Regions from separate parts of the Zea mays genome. Here all the other regions are linked to region 2. The links are chromatin contacts, called in public Hi-C maps. All regions are on one chromosome and are shown on one strand. Each heading gives the region's core, a stretch centred on a gene start, on an enhancer-like site or on the middle of the called end of the contact. The rest is flanking DNA. Distances are from core to core; before and after follow the strand shown.

Region 1 (3,858 bases), core at 323-2,822, 220 kb after region 2:
TTATGCTAATATTACAAGTGAACAGCTTCTTCATATATATCGGGAAATATAAAAATTATGCATTAGCATTACAGACTGGAATCACTAATGCAGTCATGAGAATACACAACATCAGCAATCAGGTACTCAAAACAGCTTTTCTTAAAGTCTTTACTTGAAAACATTAATGTATTATTTTGCATCAGTTCTACATCAAGAAGCAGGAAGGTTAACCAGAAGTTCTCTCAGAAATTCCTACCCTAAATTGACATTACAGAATGAAAAATAAAAAGAATCATTGGATTTTCAAACGAGCAAGATTTTCTTAATTGTTAGAATGGCCACGTGTTAATTGAGCAAAAAAGTAGAAAACAAAATAGTGCCACACTGGCAAGCAGTGAAAGATAGAAAAGAAATGTGAACATGATAGTGGCAGGACTTCATGAGCAACATAGAGTAAATTCAGAGCAAACCTGAAGCTGCTTGATACGAATCAAAATCCTGTCAATAGCATCACGGCACCATAGCCTTAGATCCGTCACAATTTGGTCATTGCGGCTCCTAGCAGTATGCAACTTCTTGGCTGGCTCACCAACCCTTTCAATTAGAGCCGCTTCAATGTTCATATGCACATCCTCCCGGTCCTTCCTCCACTCAAATTTGCCTTCTTGGATCAGCCTCTCTATCTGATCAAGCCCCTCTAAGATGATATCCCTATCAGTAGCTGTTATCAAACCCTGCATTGCAAATTATTCAGAAACCCAACTCAAATATTGTGATAATAAGCTTTTTAAGTAACATATAGCTTAAGGATTAAGACAGTCAATTTGATTCACCATTTCACCAAAATACAACGAACAACATTTCTGGTAAAACCTTGTGGGTAGTCAGATTAAACTTCCTCAGTGCCACCTGGCAGAAAGCTAGCGGATTTGAACACCTATGGATCCCAGCAACAGCATAGCAGAGGAGCACAACGAAGAAGCTGACATTTTCTCGAGCACATGGCGAGTAAGATGGTTCATAGCGGGCTGACCCCGACAAACAACCCCCAACCTGTCCGACGGAGCCCCAACCTGACGGGACATCCAGTTGGTCGAACACCTAGACGACACCGACCGCCGAGGAGCGTGCAGGATATACCTGGCCAGCGAGCATGGAGGCGTGGGCCTTGCTGCCCATTATGTCGTATTTGTAGAGCTGCCAGTCGTAGGATATGGACTCCGTGAAGCGCTCCACGGCGTCGGTGACGCCCTCCTCGAACCGCCCGCCCCACAGCTTGGTTTCCCTCTTATCTTCGCTCTCCGAGGACGCCATCGAGGTGGAGGCCGCCGCGACGAGCGGGAAAACGGCGCTGCGGTCCCGGAGGGTGACGCGACCGGATGACGGGGTTATGCGGGCACAAGAGGGCGAGGCGGGTGCCCGGAAGATTAGGGATTGGGAAGTGAATGCCATAGGCGTCCTCTCGCCGTTGTTTGACGCGGCGGCGCGGCGGCGTAGTAGGTGTTGGCTCGGGGGGTTTTGGCGATTGTCCTGAGGACAGTCCACACAGGCTGACCAGGGACTACCAGAGGCTATGACCTAGAGATCAGTGAGTCCGAACCCCTTCTCCGTTGGACACTTCTTTCGTTAATTTCATTATTTTCTATGAAATTAAACACTTAGGGCATGTTTGGAGGATCTCAAATCGGCTCCGACTACAGCTTTTAGAGGAATTCTCCCAAACGATCTCAAAAAAAAAAGAACTCTCAACAAAGATCATTAAAGAGTCAGAGCCATTTTTATAGAGAAGAGTTGGAGCCAAAAAAAAAATTGGCTCCTAGCGGCTCCTCTCACTCCTCTTCTCTCGCGTCAAGAGGAACTGTTTTACCAAACGATTTGTTAAAAAAACACTGACTCCTATAGAGAAGTTGTTCTTAAAGAGAAGTCAGAGCCGGAGTCACTTTTAGAGAGCCTCGTGTCAAACGGGGCCTTAGGTTATTCATAATGGGAGTTTCGTAGCACTATTTACAACGTTGTCACATTATCATAAGTGATATGAAACTATGAATGAAACAATGTTTCTCAGCGCAATATTACACGTCACTATTTCATATGCTACCATATCAATTAAATGTCGCAAATCAGTGGCCAATAGAAGTTAGTAAATTATGTGAATATGAAACAAATCATTCTTGATGGAGGTTTCACACGGTTTTTAAGACCTTGGAAACAAGTTGACATGGTTCATCCCCATGAAACTAATTTCATCACATGAAACTCGATCCTCTTAAATGCTATACTATGTTAAAAAAACTGACGTGATACACTATTAAATGTGCATGAAACCACCGCTCAGAATAGCCTTATTATTTTTATTATATATATATATATTATCAGTATTTTTGTGGATAATAGTAATTATTATTGAATATATTTTACAATAAACTTATTTAGAGATATAAATATTGTTAATATTTTCTATAACTCTAGTTAAATTTAGAAATGTTTACCTTGCATGTAACATAAGAACCCAAAGCGACACTATTTTGGGAGGATGGGAGTTTGTATTCAGAAAGATCAATTCCACGTCAACCAACGTTACGAGTATAGATGGCCAAAAAGCACGAGGCCCGTGAGCCCGGCACGAAGCCCGCTTTTTGGGCCCGGTCCGAGCCCGGCACGGTAGAATAAGCGGGCGGGCTTGACAGGAAACTAGGCACGGCGGGCTAGCCCGGCACGGCCCGTTTACCTCTAAGCCCGTTAAGCCCGTTTTTTTACACTAAAACGTGCTTACCGGCCCGTTTAGCCCGCTTTTCGGCCCGTTATTTCGTGCTAAACGGGCCGGCTCGGCCCGTTTAGACCCGCTGCGGGCCGGGCTTGGACAGAAACTTAAGCCCGCTGGCTCAGCAGGCCCAGCCCGGTTTTGGCCGGGCTTCACCGGGCCCGGGCCGGCCCGTTTGGCCATCTCTAGTTATGAGCTGGAACAGCTTACCGTTTCGGCGAGCATGACGGCGTGCACGCGGCTGCACACGACGTCGTGCGGCCACAGCTCCTCCGCCGCCGCAGCCACAAGTCGGGACTCGGCCGATTTGCTGTTGAGCCACAGCTTCGGGACCTCCTTAATCTTCATCATCGGCACCGCCTCCGCGTCCCTCTCCAACACCGTCCGTTTCGCTGGCGGCAGTGGTGGCTCGTTGACGTTGTCCAGCGATGACTTAGCTGAGGACTCCGCGGAGTTGTCAGTTGAGCTGCCAAGCATCTCAATGAGGCCCAATTCGTGCGTCGACAGCCGATCGCCCGTTTCCACGTCGACCACTTCCACCTGCTTCGGCTGCTGCTGCTGCATCTCCGGCGCGAAAGGTGACCACATCGAGTCCGTCGAGTGCTTGGCTGGCCTCGCCGAGGCCGGTTGCCGTCCCGTCGGCGCTGGCGAGTTGACAGCGGTGCTGCCGTTCTCCGTATGCACAGGAGAAGGTGGCTGCGTCACAGACGGGGTCGTCGCGGCCTGCAGCTTCTCCGACGCAGGGGAGCCAGGCGTATGCGTCAGCAGCGACGAAATAGGCGTGAGCGCAGGGCGCGGGGCGCTCACAGTGGCCGCTGCGGCTTTGGCCTGCCCCCGCTCCTTCTTCCTCCTGCGGAAGCACGAGCCGAAAGACGGCATACGCGGTTTCCGGTACTTCTTATTCTTCTTGTGCTTGTCGGTGGCGCCGAAGCCGCTCTGGTTCGGCATGGCGTACGCGAAGAATGAAGGCTCATCCTCCTGGGCTTGCTGCTGCGCTCCGGCGGCCACCGGCGCATCACGGACCTTCGACGGCGTCCGCTGCCGATGCTTGCTGCGGCTGCGGCTGCGGCTGCGGCTACGGTGTCGGCGGGGGCATCGGAAGAGGGGCCTCAGCG
Region 2 (3,974 bases), core at 459-2,958:
GTGTTGGGAGGTCGTTATCAGAAAATCGTCGAGTAGGGGGACTACGGCTGTCACCATGGACGTCAGGCCCGCTCGTAGAAGCACTGCCACTGCTACTGCCTACTGGGAGCAAGCTGTTTATAATTGGCACTGAAAAAGGTTAAGGATTCTCCCCGCCAGGCCGACACTGAGGGGTGGATATCCACGACGGCGTCGGCCGGATCTGCAGCCCAGCGTACGCATCTGGTCCCCTTCCCTCCCCTTGTAATCTTTCTCTCTAAGTGGGTGTTTGGTTTATAGGCACTAAATTTTAGTCCCTTCACTTTATTCTATTTTTGTTTATAAATTGTTAAATAAGGAAACTAAAATAGAGTTTTAGTTTCTATATTTAGTAATTTAGGGACTAAAATAGAATAAAATGGAGGGACTAAAAATTAGTTCCTAGAAACCAAACACCCTCTAAGTAGTGCCGTAGTGTTAGATTGCGGAGGCAGCGAGGCAGTTAAGACGGAATGGCTCTAGGAGCTGTTTCGACCGAGAGATTTTGGAAAGTCGAGTGATTCAATATTTAACTAGTTTTTTAGGAACACTCTATCCTATATAGAACTAATCTAAATAATAACAAATTAGTAACAAAGTGGCTTCGTTCTACCATAATTTAGAACTAAACACTATCTAAGATGGTCTTCGACGCAATTCTAAACATAGAAAAGATTTCATCACATATAGATTTTAACAGTGTCTTTTAAAACCTATTTCTCTCTACATAAAGCCTCTTTCTTCTCTCTACTCTATCTATTTTTATATTTTGACCAACGAATTAAACAACACAAAAAATATATAAGACATTTGAGGATGTAAAAAAATGTAAGACATTTTCTATATTTTTCTTTGTATTCTTTTTATCAAAATCAAGATGTTTCGACTCTACAAAAATTATCATAACATATAATTCAAAATAGGTGTAGTGTTTTATTACTTCACTGATCCAATGCTAGATAACTTGAATCTTATGAGCCCTGGTGGAATATATCGTGTTTCTATAATATTAATGCAGATGCTTACATATACATACCATTTGATAGCTCGATTTCGCCCTTCGACTTTTAGGGTCCATTTGTTGTGATTGAAGTCTCGCTGGTGGCAATGGTAGTTGGTAGGTGTTGTCGTGTTGACCTGCTGATGCAACAACGATCGTGGTGCCTCCCCCACCTACTCGCTACGACGATAAATTTTGGTCGTTCAGGAGTTAATTATTTTTAACTTTGACCATAATTATATAAAAATATTAATATTCATATTATAATTTAGTTTGATTACATAGATCTTTAAATCTATTTTTTAGTAAAATACTTGAAGATAAAATGTTGCTAATATATTTTATATATCTAGTTAAATTTAAGAAAGTTTGACTAAATACCGTAGCGACAAACTTTTGTGTACAGATAGCAAGACAGGCCCCAGCTGTCATATATCCACCCCTACTGTACTTCCAGCCCAATGATTTTCAAACTCCTCAGGCTCGGCCCCCCAGATGTCTTTGACTTGAGGTTTCAGCATCTGGCCTCGGCAGTCCGCACAACCGTCCATTCACCCCACGCATCAAGATCCGCGCGGCGTGTGCCAACTGCCACCCTCGAGTCGTGTGACCGATCCCCCCGCGCCCGCATCGATCAGGATTTGAAATGCTGTGCTTCTCCAAAAAGAGCCGTTATCTGCTTCCAAACCACCGCCGGGTGGGCCCCAGTCCCGCTCCTGCCCCGCGCGTCAGCCTTCCCCTTCCGCTTGGATCGTACGGCAGAGCGGGGCCCAGCGGCGCCTCCAAATTCGAAAGCACTAATTCTAGCGTCCGTTTAATAACCCCTCCCGTTTTAAAATGCCCGGCCTCTAGAGGCCTCCCCGATCTGATGCCCCCTGGCCGCCTCCCTGCCTCCTCGCCGCCGCCACCGCTTGTAGCCTCCGCTACGTAGACCACGTCAGTAAGCACAGTAGCACCAGACTTCCCCTCTCTCGATTCGCTTCACGAGTAGACGAATGCTTTGGTTCGAGGACGCCGCCATCGACCTTAAGATTCATGGGCTGACAGTCTGTTCTGCGCAGGTGTATTTTCTTGTTTGATCTGGAGCATGCTGTATCGGTGATTTTCTCCTTCTTTTGCCGACGCTGCGGAGCGGCGAGGAGTTTTGATTCAGCTGTAGAGAGATTCTAGGATCTATGGGGTCCGAGAAGGGTGGAGCCAAGGTTATTGGCGGCGGTGGAGGAGGAGGCGGGATCTTCAACCTATTTGATTGGAAGCGAAAGTCACGCAAGAAGCTGTTCTCCAACTCGCCAGGTATGGGTCTGTAAGAATGCCTCGCTTCCTGGAAGGAAGAGCTCTTGTATCTGATTAATGTTTTTTTAATCTGGTCTCATGATCCGTTTGCAGAGGCGTCTAAGCTTGTCAAGAGGAGCGAAGAAACCTTGCTGTCAGTGCGTCTCCACTTGGTGAGTGATCTTTGGGCAGTCTTGTGAAGGGGCGTGCGTTCACTAATGTTTAGGTGGATGCATTTGTGTAGGGTGATGAAGATGAGGGGATTGGTGTATCAAGCTTCAAGGGAAGCAGCGACTACAGCTGTGCGTCTTCAGTGACCGATGAGGAAGGGCGTGAGATGAAGGCGCCAGGTGTTGTGGCCAGGCTCATGGGCCTGGACGCCATGCCCACCTTGGGTGTTCCAGAACCGTACTGCACACCGTTCCGAGACACAATATCATTCAGGGACAGCCACAGCCTCAAGAGGAGCCCTGAGTACTCAACGAATGACCAATTCGGTCATGTTCCTCGAAGAGTTGATGGATATATCAGGAAGCCATTGGATTTCAGAGCACCAAAGATGCCAAGCAGCCCGATTGAAAGGTTCCAGATGGAAGCATTGCCACCAAGGTCCGCAAAGCCTCTACCAATGTCTCACCATAGATTGTTGTCCCCCATCAAGAATCCAGGTTTCACTTCAGCGAGGAATGCTGTCCAGATCATGGAGGAAGCAGCCAAGATTCTTCAGCCAAGGGCACAAACAAGCTCTAGGGAGAAAGTATGTTCTTTTAGCCCGGCGCGGATTCCTTTGAGAGTTTCGGAGCCAAGAGAGAACATCCCTTTTTCTCAGAGGGCTGTGCCTCTGAAACCGCAATCATCCAGGACTGCTCCTGAGCTGCCAAATGTGAGAATCTCTAGAGCACAGCAGATGAACCGAAGCTGGAATAGTGAGGAGGATATTGTCATATTCAGACCATCGGTTGATTCTTATGAGATTAATAATCCTAGTTGTTCTAAGAACAACAAGGGAAAGTCTGTTTCATTGGCAGTCCAGGCAAAGAACAACGTCCAGAAGAGGGAAGGCGCAACTGGTTCTGGGAGGAATTCACGAGTACAAAAAGAACATGATGAGAAAAGGGTAAACCAACCATTTAGGAGTCAGTCTAATCTCCAGAGAAACAAGCAGCAAAAGAAGCCATCATCATCTGGCACTTCTTCCCCTGTTCTTTGGCAAAATAATCAGAAACAGAATTCTTTGGTGACCAAAGGCAAGGTGGCACTAAACAAAACCGTCTCAACACAGCAAGGCAGAAAGGTGATGGCCGGAGATTCATCTTCTGGGAAGATCAAGAGTGGAAGCAAGAACTCTAAAGTTGGCAGAAAAGACATTGTGGAAAGCATTAGTGGTGATAGAGAAGGATCATCGTCGAACAACAAGGACTTCCCGCAGAAGAAACGGTTGATAGAGAGAAACTCCACCAACGAGAAGGGTACATTTGTGCCTGAAAACCCAGTGGGTAAACTTCTGAAGCAGGTTCAACCTAATGTTGTTATGGACGAGCACATTAAATGGAACAAGGAATGTAAAGATACCACAGATGTTGTGTCATTTACCTTCACCTCACCCTTGGTCAAACCATCGGCAGGACCGTCCAGACTGGCGGGTAAGTGGGATACAAGAAGCAATCTTGATATGGACGCAGGA
Region 3 (3,704 bases), core at 903-3,402, 170 kb before region 2:
AATTTTAACTCTGCTGTTAAGATGGTCTGCTGCTATGGTCAGGGTGTTGCTGTGGTGGGTGTTGGCAACTAGGGAGTTGTAAGTGCTTCAAGGTACTGCTGTGCAGTGGCCTTTTTTTCGTATTATTGTAAAACACATTCGTCATTTAAATGTTGCAGGGATGATTCAGCGCATTTACCTTTTCTTTGGGATTCTCTTCACCATATTTTATTGAGACAAAACTTCCATGTTTGATTGGATGGCTAAGAAATCTGTATCCTTGTTTGCTCTTATTATTCATGCGAATATTGTGTTATGTGTAGCCAGGTAGGGTCATATTAGTGTGTTTTGTTTCCAGCAATAGCTGAGTAGGTTCAGCTTAATGTTATTCTAAGTATGTCTCTGTATTTTTGTGTTATAGCCTTATAGGTGTACTTAACAAATGAAACAATAAAGAGGATGACATTAATGAAAGGTTTGATTAGTAAGTAATGTATTACTATTTTTCTTTGTTGAATTCGATACTCTGTATTTACTGTTTGCCAAGCAGCCCACATTTTTTTATATCTGCTTGTTGCTTATGCCTATATTGAGGGGCTGTTTGGTTACATGGAACTGAACTTTAGTGCCTCTCTTTTAGTCCCTAAATTACTAAATATGAGGACTAAAAGGGAATAAATCAGATTTCCTCCCATCTCTTTTAGTCCTTTTTTTTTTGATAATTTAGGGACTAAGGGACTAAAGTTTAGTCTCATGGAACCAGATTTGCTTTATTATTACTACCTATTAAGGCCCTATTTGGGATAGCTTCAGCTCCAATAAATTTGGTAGAGTTAGTGGAATATAGGTCATTAGGTGCTTAAAAAAATCATGGAGTTGGAGCTGTAAAACTTTAGAAGACATTTAGATAAGTCATTTTGTTTATTATTTAGACTAAAAATATTTTTAAAATTATTTAAATTGATATTATAAACTACAGCTTCACGCTGGAAGCTGGAGCTGGAGCCATCCCAAATACCCTAAAAACATATCCTGCGCTCCAGCTGCCTATAATGAATTCAATACTTTGTATTTACTTTTTGTTTTTTTAGGGTCTGCTTATACTGATCGGACAGAGAATTAATTTCTTTCATAATGATCTGCCTTCCTTGTGATTTCTATTGATGCATTCCAAATCTGACAGATCATGGCTGCAGTTATATGCCCCTGTCACAAAATGGATTATGGTTGTGATTGAGGTTTTTATCTACTGTACCATTTTTAAAATAGAAGATGAACTTATCTACTCTTCTCAAAACTCAAAAAGCATATTCTCTCAAAAAAAAACTCAAAAAACATAGTGAAAACAAACGACCTTTTTAACTAACCATTGCTAGAAAATATGACTAGAAACCTGGTTCTTGCCTGACAATATAGCCCACGTGCCTGACAGTATGCTCATTTTGTGGTAGTATAAAATGCATTCATGTTTGTACAATTCCCCGTTTTATAGACCATTACCACAACCTTGGAGCCTCCCAGTCTATTATCCGATAACCTTCAAACTCAAACATCGGCTCTGCAATTCACATGTCAGCGGCAAGGCTATCACTGTTTTGTTTTCAGTTCTAGCCTTCTAGGTCTGGTTGGGGACACACGGCTATTCTTGTTTGCTACCTGAACTTTGTCGTTGGCTTAAAAAAAAAGCTCGGGATATATACACACTGAAAAGAGTAAATCCTGGTGCTGTCAAACAACCGCGGGGCGGGGACCAGCGTCAGGAGACGGCAAAATTCTCATTTCCCTTTCGTCTCCACATCAGACTTCCCATCGAGTCACGGACACGTAAGGCACCACCACCACCACCAGGGCACGCCACTGAGCCGACTGGTTCGGCCGCGCGGCGACGCCATATGGCCGAACCCACCAAAAATCGACGGGGAAAACGCATCGGAATCGCCCGGTGGCCAAGCAAAAGTATGCGGGAAAAAAACGGCTGCAAATACCGCGGCGCAGGCGCTGCGGGCGGCGAGTCCAACTCCAAAACGGTCCAACGCCAACCCAACGGCCACCCCCACCGCACCGCGCACACCCACCCCTCTGACCCCCACGCTACGCCTACGCGTTTCGTCTCGTGAGGGGAGGGCGATGCGATAAAACCACCGCGTCCACCCCGCCCGCCCGTACCCGACGCGACGATGCTTCCCCACAACTCGAGCCCCTCGTAGCTTCCACCCGGCCCCCATCCGCGGCCTCCCTCCTCCGTTCCCCTTTCCCGTTTTCCTCCTCCGCTTCCCGATTCAACTCGCAACGCCGCCGCCTTCGCTGACCCATGAGCGGGCGCGAGCCGATTTAGGCCCGCCGCTACAGAGATTTCGAGAGAATTTTTGGGCTAGCGGGGTGTGAACAGAAACTTGGTGCCCCGCTGCTCTGCCTTTTGTCGTCCACTGTTTCGCGTCAATTCTCGCGCGAAAAGGCAAGTTCCAGCTGATTTGGGGGAAATTCGGGTAGTCCCGGGCCGGGATCCGTCGATTTGGATTTGCCTCGGGGGGAGATTGAGTGCTGATTTTGTGGATTTGATGTGCAGGGATGGGCACTGGAGAGGGGTCGCCGCCGGCGAGGCGGGGCATCAGCGGTAGGCGCCGTCGATGGCCGGACGAGGACGACGACGAGTATGTGCTGGAGGAGGAAGAAGAAGAGGATTATGTGGAGGAGCTCTCCGCCTCGAGCGCCGGCGAGGAGGGGGTGGATTCAGACGCCGAGTACCAGGAGGCAGAGGAGGAGGACGAGATCGAGAAGCCGCGCCCAAAGCGACCAGCGAAGGGCATCACATCGAGCGCCGGCGAGAGGGGATTGGATTCAGACGCCGAATACCAGGAGGCAGAGGAGGACGACGAGATCGAGCCGCCGCGCCTGAAGCGACCGGCCAAGGGCAGCACATCGAGCGCGGGTGAGGAGGGGTTGGATTCAGACGCCGAATACCAGGAGGCAGAGGAGGACGAGATGGAGACGCCGCGCCCAAAGCGACCGGCGAAGGACAGCACATCGAGCGCCGGCGAGGATGGGTTGGATTCAGACGCCGAATACCAGGAGGCAGAGGAGGAGGACGACGACGAAATCGAGACGCCGCGCCCGAAGCGACGGGCAAAGGGCAGCAACAGAGTACGGAAAGGAAAGGTGGATCTGGCCGCCGCACGATCTCGACGCCGGAAGTATGAGGAGGACGAGGACTACGAGGAGGAGGTTGACGAAGACGACGAGGTGGAGGAGGAGTACCATGATGACCTTGAGGAGGTCGAGGAGGAGGAAGAAGTGGCACCACAGCGGCCGAAGAGCATTGTGAAATGCGGTGCCCGTGGCCGGAATGTGAAGCTGTCTCTGGCAGCGAAGCGATCTCATCAGCGGAAGCAGGAGGATGATGAGGATATGGATTTTGACCCAGAGTTGGATGACGAGGAGGTCGAGATAGATGAGGATATTGATTTTGATCCCGATGTCGATGGTGACGAGGAGGATGAGTATCAAGACGAGGAGGAAGAGGAACTGGTTCCTGCCCGTGCCAGAAAGGTAACTGTAAAGAATCCGGTGAAGCGAAAGTCCATTTCAAAGAGGCGAACACCAAAGAAGAAGAAGAAAAATAGGGGATCTAAGGTTTCTAGGCGGAAGGGGGCTTCAGCTAAAGTGAAGAAATCAGCACCTGTTAGGAGGCGGAGAAAGCGTTCAGTGATAGATGATTACGAGGATGA

Evidence for each region. Hi-C and Micro-C count contacts between places; a contact is called where the count stands out from the background.
Region 1: a contact with region 2 is called in a Hi-C map of ear, with 3 times the contacts expected there. The contact joins the promoter of LOC100191977 here to the promoter of LOC103639232 in region 2. A contact is called at or near these places in 3 of 25 Hi-C or Micro-C datasets (ear, leaf and tassel) and 1 of 3 datasets of contacts at active chromatin or transcription factors (leaf).
Region 3: a contact with region 2 is called in a Hi-C map of leaf, with 7 times the contacts expected there. The contact joins the promoter of LOC100383513 here to the promoter of LOC103639232 in region 2. A contact is called at or near these places in 3 of 25 Hi-C or Micro-C datasets (ear, leaf and tassel).

What each region holds. Positions count from the first base shown.
Region 1 is chr9:142,165,125-142,168,982 of Zm-B73-REFERENCE-NAM-5.0, reverse strand. It overlaps LOC100191977 (argininosuccinate lyase), which reads right to left and starts at 1,572. Exons shown (of 7, transcript NM_001137401.1): 1 at 1,123-1,572; 2 at 453-716. The coding sequence starts at 1,434.
Region 2 is chr9:142,383,879-142,387,852 of Zm-B73-REFERENCE-NAM-5.0, reverse strand. It overlaps LOC103639232 (DUF4378 domain protein), which reads left to right and starts at 1,708. Exons shown (of 6, transcript XM_008662001.2): 1 at 1,708-1,954; 2 at 2,080-2,311; 3 at 2,405-2,463; 4 at 2,535-3,974. The coding sequence starts at 2,194.
Region 3 is chr9:142,555,080-142,558,783 of Zm-B73-REFERENCE-NAM-5.0, reverse strand. It overlaps LOC100383513, which reads left to right and starts at 2,152. Exons shown (of 4, transcript NM_001176161.1): 1 at 2,152-2,434; 2 at 2,546-3,704. The coding sequence starts at 2,548.